Regions from separate parts of the Mus musculus genome. Here region 2 is linked to region 1. Evidence: chromatin contacts called from public promoter capture Hi-C data. All regions are on one chromosome and are shown on one strand. The core of a region is the stretch at or near the end of the contact, and the rest is flanking DNA. Distances in the headings are between cores, read along the strand shown. Region 1 holds the start of Glis1 (GLIS family zinc finger 1). Region 2 overlaps Glis1 (GLIS family zinc finger 1).

Region 1 (6,376 bases), core at 1,181-3,680:
AATGCTCCCAATGATAAGGAGACAGACTTATGTGAGGGACAACCATCACTAGGATGGTGCAGCCTTGATCTGCAGATGGGTATGACTGTGAGAAAGGACTGTTTAAGGAACGCAGGAGCGGAGGAGCTCTCTGCAGCCAACATTACTAACCTCCTGCTCGCTCGCTCGCTCTCTCTCTCCCTCAAATATGCATCCCAGCAAAAATACTCAATACATTCAAGAAGAGACTGCAGACAAGAAGCGCCTCTCTCCTACAAAGCCGAAGAGAAACCTCTCTACAGTTATGTCTTCCAACCAGGCTGGCAACTGCAAGCAAGCTGGATTAAGGTGCTGAGCTGGCGGTGTCTACAACTACAAAACACTGGCTTTCATTCCAAAAAGGTACTGCAGCTGATGAGATCAAACCCCAAAGTTGCTGGTTCGGCTAATGGGGAACGAAAGGGCAGGTCGGGCAGATCGGCACATCCCTTAACAATCTCTAATGTCTGGTTAATTATCTGTTAACATGAAACCTATAAATAACATGTCGGTAATAATTAACTATGATTGGGTGAATATCTTCAGGAGTCTACCAGCACCTGTCCCTGAATTTGCCCATAGCGGGTTCTGGGCCTGCCTTGGCTTCACCAAGCACAGAAAAGTCACTTCTAAGTCAACACTTGACCCAACCCAGATTACAGGCTCAAAAGAACTTAAGTCAGGAGTCAGAAAAATCATTTGGCATAATAAGTTCCTAATTTGACCGATGAGAAAACTGAGGTTCCTAAGGAAGAGGTCCTACTAAAATCCTCCATTTGGTTTTGTCTTTTCTTTCTTTCTTCCTTCCTTCCTTTCTTAGAGAGACTGTGATAGTTCAAAATATGCCTTCCGTTGCTTAGAAAAAATTACTAGATACTAATGTACAATAAAATTTTGACATTTCACACGACTTTCATCAGAAACATATAGAAGCAAAATTATGTAATGTAAGCTTTCTACATACACATCTCCTTCTCAAACATGCCTATTTGGTTTAAATTGGATGCTTCCAGGCATCAGTTCAGACTGACAGGCGAGTCCCAATCAACTACAGAGATACTGAGACATTAAGGAACTCTTAAGGAAGTTCCATGAAGTTCTAGAATCCCTACAGAGCCGGTGGCAGAGACACCGGTACCACAGACCTGACCTCAGCATGCCCGCGGTCAGCACACTGGTGCGGTGGAACTCACCCTTCCCGCTGCCGGTCTTGGACACACCATAGTCTCGAGGGCTCCGGGGCCGAAGGAGATCGTGGGCACGTGGTGGTGGCACCGGTAGCCGAGGCAGCAGGTCTAGCGGGTTCCCGTCCCCGCAGCCGCCACCACTCACAGCAATCCTGAAGGCCATGTGCGCTCCCAGGCTGACAGGCCCGCGGCCCTGGCCAGGAGCACCAGGGGCCTCCTTTGGCCTCTTGTCCGAAAGTGCCTCGGCCACCTCGCAATGCATGGCGCCGGGGCGGGGCGCACGGCTGGGGGTCGCGCCAGGCTCCTGCGGAGGGAAGAAAGCACCGAGCTTTAGAAAGCGGGAAACTCCATCCCTAGATCACAGTTTGGGCAGTCACGTTCTATTTAGTCCTGATCTCAAAAAAAAAAAAAAAGTTAGCGTCACCACACCGACCCCATTCCCTGAGCCACCTGACCCCGCGCACCGTGGTCGTCCCGCTTTCGCTGCCGTCGCCCTAGGCCCGCACGTTCCGGAGAATCCCCTGCGCCCTCCCACCCTAATCCGCTTCCACCCAGGGTCAGCCCTCTTCAGACGAATGGCAAAACTAAGACCAAGGATAGGATGGGAGTTCCCTAAAGGGACAGGGAGAGGGCAGTAAACTAGGATGGGATGGGAGTTCCTGTCCGGAATTCCCTAAAGGGACAGGGAGAGGGCAGCAGCCTGACTCCCAGAGCAGGGTCACAGGGGAGCAGGGAAAGACTCAGATGGGTCCCTGGCTGCGCACCTCTAGGTGCCCCGGGGCGGGCTGAGCAGAGCCCAGGCACTGAACACGCACCGCCGCCGGGTGCAGACGCAGAATTTCCGCGAGCCCCGCCACTAGCCAGACACCGGGCTGAGGATGAGCGCGCACGCCCACTGCGCGAGCCCACAAAGCGCACTCGAGAGCCGTAAATCCAGGAGCCCCGGCGCCCGGGAGCCCGCACAGCCAGAGTCGCCCACGCACGCCGGCTCGCACGCACACTCGCGACCCGTCGATGCGCCCTCCGAGACCAGCCATGCCACACACCCCATTCACCGGCTCACACTCCGCTCCGCCGGCAGCCGCAAGTCTCACGCCGGAGCCTCAGCATCATTTCCAGCATCATTCCCGCGAGAGCGAGGCCTCAGGGCCCCCAAATTCGCCTCGCCCCTCGGCGAGCCCCGCGCCACCCCAGAGCTCCCGGATTCGGACGCCACTGGGTCCCCGGCGCCGGCCGCGCCCCTTCTCACCTCGCCGCGGGCGCAGCGGCTCGCGGGGCACACAGCACGGCGCGCCTCCTCTGGCGCCGCAGCCCCCGCAGCCGCCGCCGCCACCGCCACGGCCGCCGCGTCCTACGGGGCGACACCCCGGGGGCGGGGCGGCCCGCTGCTGCCCACAGCCGCTCGGGCCGCGACTCTTGGGGGCTGCCGGACCAAGCCAATGGCGGCTCGAGGGCGTGCCGCTCGCCTGGGGGCCTGGGCGGGGCGGCGCGCGCCCAGGCTGAGGTTTTGACAGCGGCCGGAGCCCTGCACGCCGGCTGCCGGGACGCCGCCGGACTCTGCGGCTGCCAGAGGAGGAGGCCAGCCGAAGGCAGAGCCAGCACAACCCGGCTTCCTCTGCTCCCCGGCGGGATTCTGCTCCTCCCCGGGTCGCGTTTTCTCCCGGGTAAATGGGAATGGCGGTACCTGCTAAGCGGAGGTAACAAATACAGAAGTGCTTGACAAGTTGTTTTGGTTTTGCAGACTCTAACCAGCTCACTTCAAGTGGCACAGATTTCACTGCAAGTCATAGCAAAGCTGGCCTTTGTCATCTGAACCCAGGCCTCAGCCCACTTTCTCACTTTACTTTCGTGTTGTTTTCTAGAAAGGGTTCATCCAGACGAGAGAGGAGCTCCGCGTTCTCCTGTACCCATTCCTTGCCATGTCCTCCGCGCTCCAGGCAGCAGGGTCTCAACTGTAGGAAGAGCCCTTGATGAGGCTTCATAGTGACTAGAAGCAATGGGTCAGCCCCCATCCCTGAAGCGTGCAAAATGGGGTGTTCGTTCATGTCTCTGACCGATTTTCTGGGGTCTACTGAAGGATCTAGGGTAGCCCCAAAATGTCTCTGCATGCTGTCAACATCTCCCACTATGCACAAAATGTTTGAGAATAGAGGACCTTAGTCTTAAACTGTGGAAGTGTGTTTCTGCAACCGGCCTGGTTCACAGACTGGGGTTCCACACAGGAAGACAACCCAAGCAGTTTCCCAGCATCTTAACAAAACAAAGATTTTTTTTTTCCAGTCACAAAAAGTTAAGATTTGCCAGGCATGCTGGCACACGCCTTTAATCCCAGCAGGCGGATTTCTGAGTTCGAGGCCAGCCTGGTCTACAAAGTGAGTTCCAGGACAGCCAGGGCTATACAGAGAAACCCTGTCTCGGAAGAAAAAAAAAAGTTTTTTAAAAAAAGATTTAATTTCCTATACCTTATTTGTTTGGAGACTTAGAAACAGCAGAAGGAATTGGAAGTACCTTGACATTTTACTTAACACCACCCCCACATTCATGGCCAGAAGCAACAAGGTAGGTAGGGTGTGGCAGCGCAGGCTTCCGACTCCCACGCCAGTGTCTTCCTCCCATTATTACCAAGAGCAGGTGTCAGCCGACCTGTGCAGGCGATGAGCTGTTATGGGCATCTCAGAGGCCTTGCCTCTTTCTGGAGACTTGTCATTGAGGACTGTCACTTTAGGGCAGAGTGGATATGAGTAGAAAGGAGGAAACTGACCAACTGCCCGCCCAGAACTTGAACCTCCCCCTCCCACCCCACCCTCAATTCTAAAGTGTGGACCCTGGCTCTGGCCAACAGGTCTGTGGCTTTAGACAAATAGCCCTACTTAGTTTCTGCCTCATGCGTCAAAGAAGCAAGAAAGCTGGAAGGTCTAGCTTTGCTATTATGCCCGTCTGTAAGGCCAGGAGCTGAGCGCTCTGCTCTGCTCTGCTCTCCCCGGCATGTGCGCACTCACACACACACACACACACACAGCACTGTACATTTAGTTCAGACTGGAAACAGTTGCCAAATGAGTCACTTAAATAACAGGACAAGCAGGCAAAAGCTCTCCAAATTTCCCAACAGCAACAAACTCATTTACTTATTCTTCACTGCTTTGCTACCTTTGACCAGCCCTTGTGTTTGAAGCTACTAGGGACCTTGTGAGTGTTCACAGGTCTGCTACAGCAGGTAGCCAGGCAAAGTAGTAAGCTGCCTGAACTCTCCATTCAATGGGCCTCTCCAACACTGTGTGCAGCAGGATGATTTTGTGAATGTGCAAGCCTGGTATGCTTGTGCAGTTTTCCTAGAAGGAAGGAAAAGGACCCGTTTCCAGTGACAAGGGGTCGAGAAGACACAAGAAGCCTGTACTTTAAATTTTTTTCTTTTCTTCTTCCTCTTCTTCTCCTTCTCCTTCTCCTTCTCCTTCTCCTTCTCCTTCTCCCTCTCCTTCCTTCTCCCTCTCCCTCTCCCTCTCCCTCTCCCTCTCCCTCTCCCTCTCCCTCTCCCTCTCCCTCTCCCTCTCCCTCTCCCTCTCCTTCTCCTTCTTCTTCTTCTTCTTCTAAGTCAGGGTTTCTCTTTGTAGTCCTGGCTATCCTGGAACTCACTCTGTAGACCAGGCTGGCGAACTCAGAAATCCGACTGCCTCTGCCTCCCAAGTGCTGGAACTAAAGGCGTGCGCCCACCACTGCCCGGCTGTACTTTTAATTTTTATACTTTCCTACACATTAGGACTTTCTAACAATCTAACAAAGTTAGTAGTTTCTATACAAGATATAGTCTCTTTAGCTTCCCACAAGGGTTAACTGAATAAGGGGTATATTTTTTCTTCATAGTTTTGACATTAAAACTCATTAATGTTTTAGTCAGAAAGAACAAGACGGGGCTGGTGAGATGGCTCAGTGGGTAAGAGCACCTGACTGCTCTTCCGAAGGTCCAGAGTTCAAATCCCAGCAACCACATGGTGGCTCACAACCATCCGTAACGAGATCTGACTCCCTCTTCTGGTGTGTCTGAAGACAGCTACAGTGTACTTACATATAATAAATAAATAAATCTTTAAAAAAAAAAAAAAAAAAAAAAAAAAAAAAAGAACAAGACAGGGGCAAACCAAAACTAACTACTCACTTCAGCAGACTAGACCAGAGATTTTTTTTTTTTTAATGGATGGTTGTGAGCCACCATATGGTTACTGAGATTTGAACTCAGGACCTTCGGAAGAATAGTCAGTGCTCTTAACTGCTGAGACATTCTCTACAGCCCAAGACCAGAGATTCTTAAAGCTTTCTATGTGTGGCCCCCATTTCATTAGAGAAAGATTTATACAACCCAGGTAAATACACTTTTCACACTAGCCGAGTTCATATGCCAGGCCCAGACACAGTGTGCCAGTGCAAACACCACGTTCCTTCCCTTCTCTTGTCCTTTACTACCGTGCCACCCTCCAGGCAAATGACCCTTGTCAAATACCTAAACAAAAACCCCGAGATTATGGGCTGGTGAGATGGCTCAGTGGGTAAGAGCACCCGACTGCTCTTCCGAAGGTCCAGAGTTCAAATCCCAGCAACCACATGGTGGCTCACAACCATCTGTAACGAGATCTGACTCCCTCTTCTGGAGTGTCTGAAGACAGCTACAATGTACTTCCATATAATAAATAAATAAATCTTTAAAAAAAAAAAACAAACCGAGATTAGCCCAGGCCCCTCAAGGATCACAGGTGCACATGTGCCATGCATGGCATATGTATGGAGGTCAGAGGGCAATTCTTAAAAGTCCCTGGTTTGTTTTGGTTTTTTGGTTTTGTTGTTGTTGTGGCCTTGTGGGTTGAACTCAGAACATAGACTAGACCTGCATACAAAATGTATCTATCTTTCCACTCAGTCATCTCCCTACCCGTGAGGATCGTATTTATTTGAGGATCCATGGCATGTGGAGGTCAGAGGACAGCCCGTGGGACTCAGCTCTCTCTCCACCGTGTGGAGGTCGTCAGGCTTCTCAGCTGTCACCTTCACCCACTGAGCCATCTCAGTGGTCTTTAATCAGAATATTGTTTAAGCCTTAGGCCTGCCTAACTCGAACAGTTCCCATCTAGAGCCTAGAATGTATATGGATGCCACTGTAGCTCTGGGTTTTTTCTCCCAAG
Region 2 (6,376 bases), core at 2,633-5,132, 100 kb before region 1:
ATTCACTAAAGGGCTGAAGAGTGCACCCTCACGTCCATTCTGAGAGGGAACAAATCCCTCAGTCCAGCTGCTGGCAGTCCCAGGCCCGGCTGGCAGGCTGCGGCTTCACAGACTGACTTTTCTTGCCTATGAGCGGGAGGGGGTCAGAGACAAATCCCTCCAAGAGATGACTCAAGCTAAATCCAGAAAGGCTGTTTGCCAAAAGATAAGCAAGAAGAAGAAGAACAGCCCCCAAGGGCAAGGCCAGTCTCTGGCTATCACAGATATATTGTGGTCTCTTAAGTACTTCAGATGGGGTCCAGGAAGCACTGAAGTTGAGGAGGGGCTGCCAGTGTGGGTGGGGCCTGGCAGGCTACATCAATAAGCTCACATTACAGCCTCAAATGATGGAGTCATAGAGTCCTTCTTACCCTTCTTACCCTTCTAACCTAAGTAGACCAAATGCTAATAAGCAAACCATTCATTCATTAATTCACTCACTCACTCATTCACTCATTCATTTTCTTTTTTTTTAATTAGGTATTTTCTTTATTTACATTTTAAATGCTATCCTAAAAGTCCCCCATTCTCTCCGCCCCCCCCCAACCCCCTACCTACACACTCCTACTTCTTGGCCCTGGTGTTCCCCTGTCCTGAGGCATATAAAGTTTGCAAGACCAAGGGGCCTCTCTTCCCAATGATGGCCGACTAGGCCATCTTCTGATACATATGCAGCTAGAGACACCAGCTCTGGGGATACTGGTTATTTCAGATTGTTGTTCCACCTATAGGTTTGCAGACCCCTTTACCTCCTTGGGTACTTTCTCTAGCTCCTCCATTGGGGTGCCCTGTGTTCCATCCAATAGCTGACTGTGAGCATCCACTTCTGTGTTTGCCAGGCCCCGGCATAGTCTCACAAGAGACAGCTATATCAGGGTCCTTTCAGCAAAATCTTAATGGTATATGCAATGGTGTCAGCGTTTGGAGGCTGATTATGGGATGGATCCCCGGGTATGGCAGTCTCTAGGTGGTCCATCCTTTCATCTCAGCTCCAAACTTTGTCTCTGTAACTCCTTCCATGGGTGTTTTGTTCCCAATTCTAAGAAGGGGCAAAGTGTCCATACTTTGGTCTTCGTTCTTCTTGAGTTTCATGTGTTTTGCAAATTGTATCTTGTATCTTGGGTATTCTAGGTTTCTGGGCTAATATCCACTTATCAGTGAGTACATATCATGTGAGTTCTTTTGTGATTGAGTTACCTCATTCAGAATGATGCCCTCCAGGTCCATCCATTTGCCTAGGAATTTCATGAATTCATTCTTTTTAATAGCTGAATAGTACTCCATTGTGAGGGACATCTGGGTTCTTTCCAGCTTCTGGCTATTATAAATAAGGCTGCTATGAACATAGTGGAGCATATGTCCTTCTTACCAGTTGGAACATCTTCTGGATATATGCCCAGGAGAGGTATTGCGGGATCCTCCGGTAGTACTATGTCCAATTTTCTGAGGAACTGCCAGACTGTTTCCAGAGTGGTTGTACAAGCTTGCAATCCCACCAACAATGGAGGAGTGTTCCTCTTTCTCCACATCCTCACCAGCATCTGCTGTCACCTGAATTTTTGATCTTAGCCATTCTGACTGGTGTGAGATGGAATCTCAGGGTTGTTTTGATTTGCATTTCCCTGATGATTAAGGATGCTGAACATTTTTTCAGGTGTTTCTCAGCCATTCGGTATTCCTCAGGTGAGAATTCTTTGTTTAGCTCTGAGCCCCATTTTTTAATGGGGTTATTTGATTTTCTGGAGTCCACCTTCTTGAGTTCTTTATATATATTGGATATTAGTCTCCTATCTGATTTAGGATTGGTAAAGATCCTTTCTCAATCTTTGGTGGCCTTTTTGTCTTATTGACGGTGTCTTTTGCCTTACAGAAGCTTTGTAATATTATGAGGTCCCATTTGTCGATTCTCAATCTTACAGCACAAGCCATTGCTGTTCTATTCAGGAATTTCCCCCCTGTACCCATATCTTCGAAGCTTTTCCCCACTTTCTCTTCTATAGGTTTCACTGTCTCTGGTTTTATGTGGATCACTCATTCATTTTCTCATTCTTCATCTACTCAGTCAGTCATTCAATAAACAATGCCTGTACATATGTGGTCCTATCTCCCTACCCTAGACAGCATCCCAATTCCTAGGCCTACAGCTTTGTAGCAGGCACCTACTGTGTACCTGGAGATGGGTCTATTGCTACATGATAACTTTATTTAATCTTCATGTTTCTCAATACGTTCCAAAGGAGCCCAGGGGCAGCTCAGAAGAGAAACTGATTCAGATCTGATCCCCAAACTTTCACACTTGTGACAGGCAAAGTGTTCTTAAAACAGAACAAAACAAAACAAAACAAAAAACCAATAGGAAACACTTAAAAAGTTGCTAAACTGGGGTCTGAGAAGATGGCCCCATGGGTAAAATGCTCAATGTACAAGTGTTTGAACCCCAGAAGCCATTAAAAGCCGGGCTTGGCAGTACACACCTATAATCCCAGCACTGGGGAGTCAGGGTGAGAGGGTTACTAGCTAAGGTCCTCTATCCACAAGAGAACACAGGGTCACACATACCTGTGTGTGGACAGACATGGATGAACACAACAACAAGCTGAACAATTGGGCTGAATAAAAACTAAAAATCTTGGTTTTAACTTAAAATTCTCACTCAGAGAGGTGCAAAAACAGTATTCATGTTCAGGCTAAGTCCTGGTCCTGAGACTACCACAGGTCATGGGTGCCATGGTAGTATCTCAGAGAAGCTCATAGCAGCCTGCAGTCAGATGAACTGCCTTCCCTCAGAGGGGTCTGGGTCATCCCTAGATGCCATAGCCAGGTGATCTTGGAAGGGCTGAGGGGGTCCCAGTGACCACTGACCGGTGTCATGAAAGGCTTGTGACAATGATTGCACTGTCTCTGCCTCTCGGTGGGATGGCAGGCTGGAAGAGGGCTGTTCTGGGGACAGCAAGAGACAGACAGGACTCAGAGCCAAAGGTCCAGCCTCCTCTGTTCAGTGCCCACACCTCTCATTGGTGTGACTAGAGCCTGGCCAAATACTGAAGTTCCCACCGCTGTAGCTAGTGGGGCTGTTAATCCAGCTAGAGACAAGTCAAATAAATAGCAGACAACCCCTAACTTCCCAAGGGGCTGCCACCACAGCCCTGGCTGGGAGCTCCCTCCACGCTGTCCTGGACAGCCAGCAGCCTCACCCATGGATAGTGTTCTTCCAGCTGCGCTCTGCTGCAAAGCCTCTTCTTGTGGCCTCCATACCCTGAGGCTGACACTCCCAAAGGATTCTGAGCTCGCCAGGGAGGCCTTCCTCAACCACTCTGGAAAATCTTCTGACTGAATCATCCCACACTGCCACCCTGAGAGCACATCTCCTTATTTAAAAGCATGCCACATCTGGCAAGATGGCTCAGTGGGTAAAGGCTTAAAGCCCAACAGCCTGAGTGCAATACCTAGAACTTTCCACATGGTGGAAAGAAAGAAATGACTCTTGCAAGTTGTCATCTAACCTACATACATACCATATCCCATGTAAATGCGTTCTCTAGTGTGCTTGCCTGACCCAGACCCAACCCCATGTCCCTAGGGCCTACTGTCAGAGCCTTTCCCATTGGAGCACAGGATCAAATTCTAGGCAATCTCCACCTATACCCAAATTCTGGGTCCCACAGCCATAGACTGGAACGGAGCAGCTCTACCCCAGTTCCATCCCGTCTTGACCAGAACATCACCTGAGTGCCCTGGGAAGCAGAGATTTAAAAGCCAGCGAGCACAGCGTTCCAGAGCAGGGCGGGGGAGGTGCGGGCAGCCTGCACATGTGAGCAGCAGATGGTCAGCAGGCCGGTCGGGAGGTTTCTATTTCAGTGACAATTCATTTTCAGTAATTATCCCTCTCTCCTTTAAAGTCACCTAAGGCAGCCCTCGTGGGCACAGCAGACCTCTTCCCAGGGCGAACTTTCAAGTTATTTGCACTTGTGGAGATGCGTGGAATTCAAAGCAGATGTGCCAAATTGAGCCTCATGCTTGCCGTTCAGCTCCGATTTTTTTTCCACCGGCCCACTGTAAATGTTTTTAAAATGGGACTCCGGTACTAGACATGTCAAACAGCTGAATTCAAGGTAGAAGGGGCTGCCAGCGGGGAAGACGGATGAAATTTAAAATTCCTTTCGACAGATTAACTAGAGACACTTTGAAGCCATAAATCATGCAGTCTAGAAGAAGCTAATAATGGATTTGGGTTTTGTTCCTATTTATTATCTCGAAGAGATAGCAGAATTTAAGGCCAATGGGGCCTGGCTGGCGACCCTCTAGGAACCCTCTGCCAGCATCCCCTGGATAAGAGATGGACCAGGGAAGGAGCAGGGACATAGAATGAACACTGATAACATGGCTGTGAGCTTGATACAATTTGTATAGACCAGGTACCAAGAATGGGAGGCAGAACTGTGCCCATTTTATGGATGAGGACTTTAAGGTGTGCTGTTCCAGGCTACATCGCCTGGTCAACTGACTCCAAAGTCCTCTAACAGAGTGTAGTGAAAGGGGGGCCTTAGAGGACTTGGGAGAGCTAGGGACTCAGTAGTAGCAAGCTCCCCAGCTTGTGGTAGGAGCCTAAGAGATTGGTGTTCTTCCACGTGTAGGCCTTTAGCCTCATAGGTGATGTTTCCAGGGCACCTCCCACGGCCATTTCCTACGTTTATGCTCCTGCCAGTACCTAACCTGGGTCTCTTTGCCCAAGACAAAGATAACACTTCATTTGCCTCATCCCCAGGGGGCCCTCCTCAAATAAACCGGGGCAGGCAAAAGATGCTAGGGTGAAAGCTCCCATGTACAGAGCACCTCACTAATTCACTCCACACACCTCCGTGCCTGCCCTGTAGTGACTCTGAAGACAGAACTGAAAGTACCAGGCACGCAGACACCGACGGAACTATCAGCTCTAGGGAACAGACCAGGAACCTGAGGGTCTGCAGATGAACTAACGTGGCCTGAATCAAGAGGGCTGTGCACTACCACAGGACCCCCTTTACTGTCAAGACTTCCTATTCCCATATTTCTTATCATCTGGCAGATCCAAGGCCAGTTCAGTCCACTGTGTGCTGAGGATCTCACTCAAAGCAGGATACAGCATACAGCATAGAGACAGGGGGCACTTAATGAGCAAGGCTCAAGTACTGGGACAAAAAAAACAAAACAAAACCCAGCTCCCAGAAACAGAAGGGGCAGATCCTGGGGAAGGCTCTGAGGACTGAACCCTGGCTCTGCCTCCCACCTTGCATGGGTATCTCAGTCCCCTTGCATATCATCACAACCTCTAAGGCAGCTCCTGAGACACAGTTCCAGGTCCTGCCCCAGATTTCAGACAAAATCTTGGTGGCTCTGGGATGCCATAGTGGCTAGCCTGGCACCATCTCTACCTTGCATGTGTCTACCATATTTTAAAAAAAAGTCTCAACTGTTCAGCTAGGCACCTCAGACCCTCTCTAACTTGACTCTGTACCATCATGCACACACACCAGTCAGACAGCTAAAGGTATGTGCTATTCTTGATCATACTCTGGCCGTGCAACCCCGCCCATGCCTCCTGTTTCGTGGTGGCCTCAACTACCACTCTGCCTTCTTCAGCTTGGCAAATTCACTCCTACATAGCCCAGATCAGATGCCCTCCCACCACCAGACCCCACCAGACATCTGCAGTTCACAGTCCCATAAATAAGCCAAGAGAGCAGTCGGACCATGTGCCACTGATGGCTCTTCTGTCCCGCTCCTAGACTGTTAACTCCTCAGAGTCCTTTATTCAGCCTCTCAGCCTTGCTGCCTGGCTTACTACCTGTTGACAGGGTGCATGCATGCCCGAGGATGCGTGAAGCGTGAGACCAGCTTCGATGTGAACAGGCCTGGATCCAAAGATGGGGTGGGGCGCATCAATAGGTACCTTGTTCACCCCTTCCTGCTTCACCCACACCAGCCTCCTCCCACAGCTCAAGCACAGCAAGCCCACTTCCCTTCCAGCTTACTCGATGCCTTATCTGTGCAGGACAGTGCACTAGGCACACTGGGCTGTCTCTTGTCCCTGGGATCACACATCCAGTGAGGGGCCTTGCCTGCTGTCATCCTTCCCGGCACACGCTGTTACATTTGCTCACTGTTAGGCTGTGCCCTCGAACACAGGGTCCATGAAGGCTGGAGCCTCTGGACTATAAATAGTTGCTAACTTGGGGAATTCTACAAAGCTGAGAGCAGAGCGTTCCTGCACACATAGAAGCCTTAGGACCACTCCGTGCCTGCACTCAAGGCTTTCCTTTCCCTGAGACACACAGAGCTGACTCCGTGCCTGCACTCA

What was found. Promoter capture Hi-C pulls out the DNA fragments that hold promoters and counts their contacts.
Region 2: a promoter capture Hi-C map of cranial neural crest shows a contact between it and region 1. The contact joins the enhancer-like site here to the promoter of Glis1 in region 1. A contact is called at or near these places in 6 of 39 promoter capture datasets (the 3T3-L1 cell line, cranial neural crest, frontonasal cranial neural crest and 2 more) and 1 of 15 datasets of contacts at CTCF or cohesin (the NIH/3T3 cell line).

The regions. Positions count from the first base shown.
Region 1 is chr4:107,430,773-107,437,148 of GRCm38.p6, reverse strand. Glis1 (GLIS family zinc finger 1) reads right to left here and starts at 2,430. Exons shown (of 11, transcript NM_147221.2): 1 at 2,252-2,430; 2 at 1,212-1,509. The coding sequence starts at 1,467. Gm46866 (Holliday junction resolvase MOC1, chloroplastic-like) reads left to right here and starts at 1,894. Exons shown (of 2, transcript XM_030253946.1): 1 at 1,894-2,869; 2 at 3,068-3,372. The coding sequence starts at 2,084. The coding sequence ends at 2,716.
Region 2 is chr4:107,535,812-107,542,187 of GRCm38.p6, reverse strand. All of the region lies in intron 2 of Glis1 (GLIS family zinc finger 1), which reads right to left. Among named protein-coding and RNA genes, the nearest start is that of 4930552P06Rik, 58 kb to the left of the region's middle. Within about 2 kb of position 3,882, at least 15 of the 459 cell types and tissues checked have an H3K27ac peak or open chromatin away from gene starts, as enhancers often do. A contact at or near this core is called in second pharyngeal arch cranial neural crest, where this site is marked.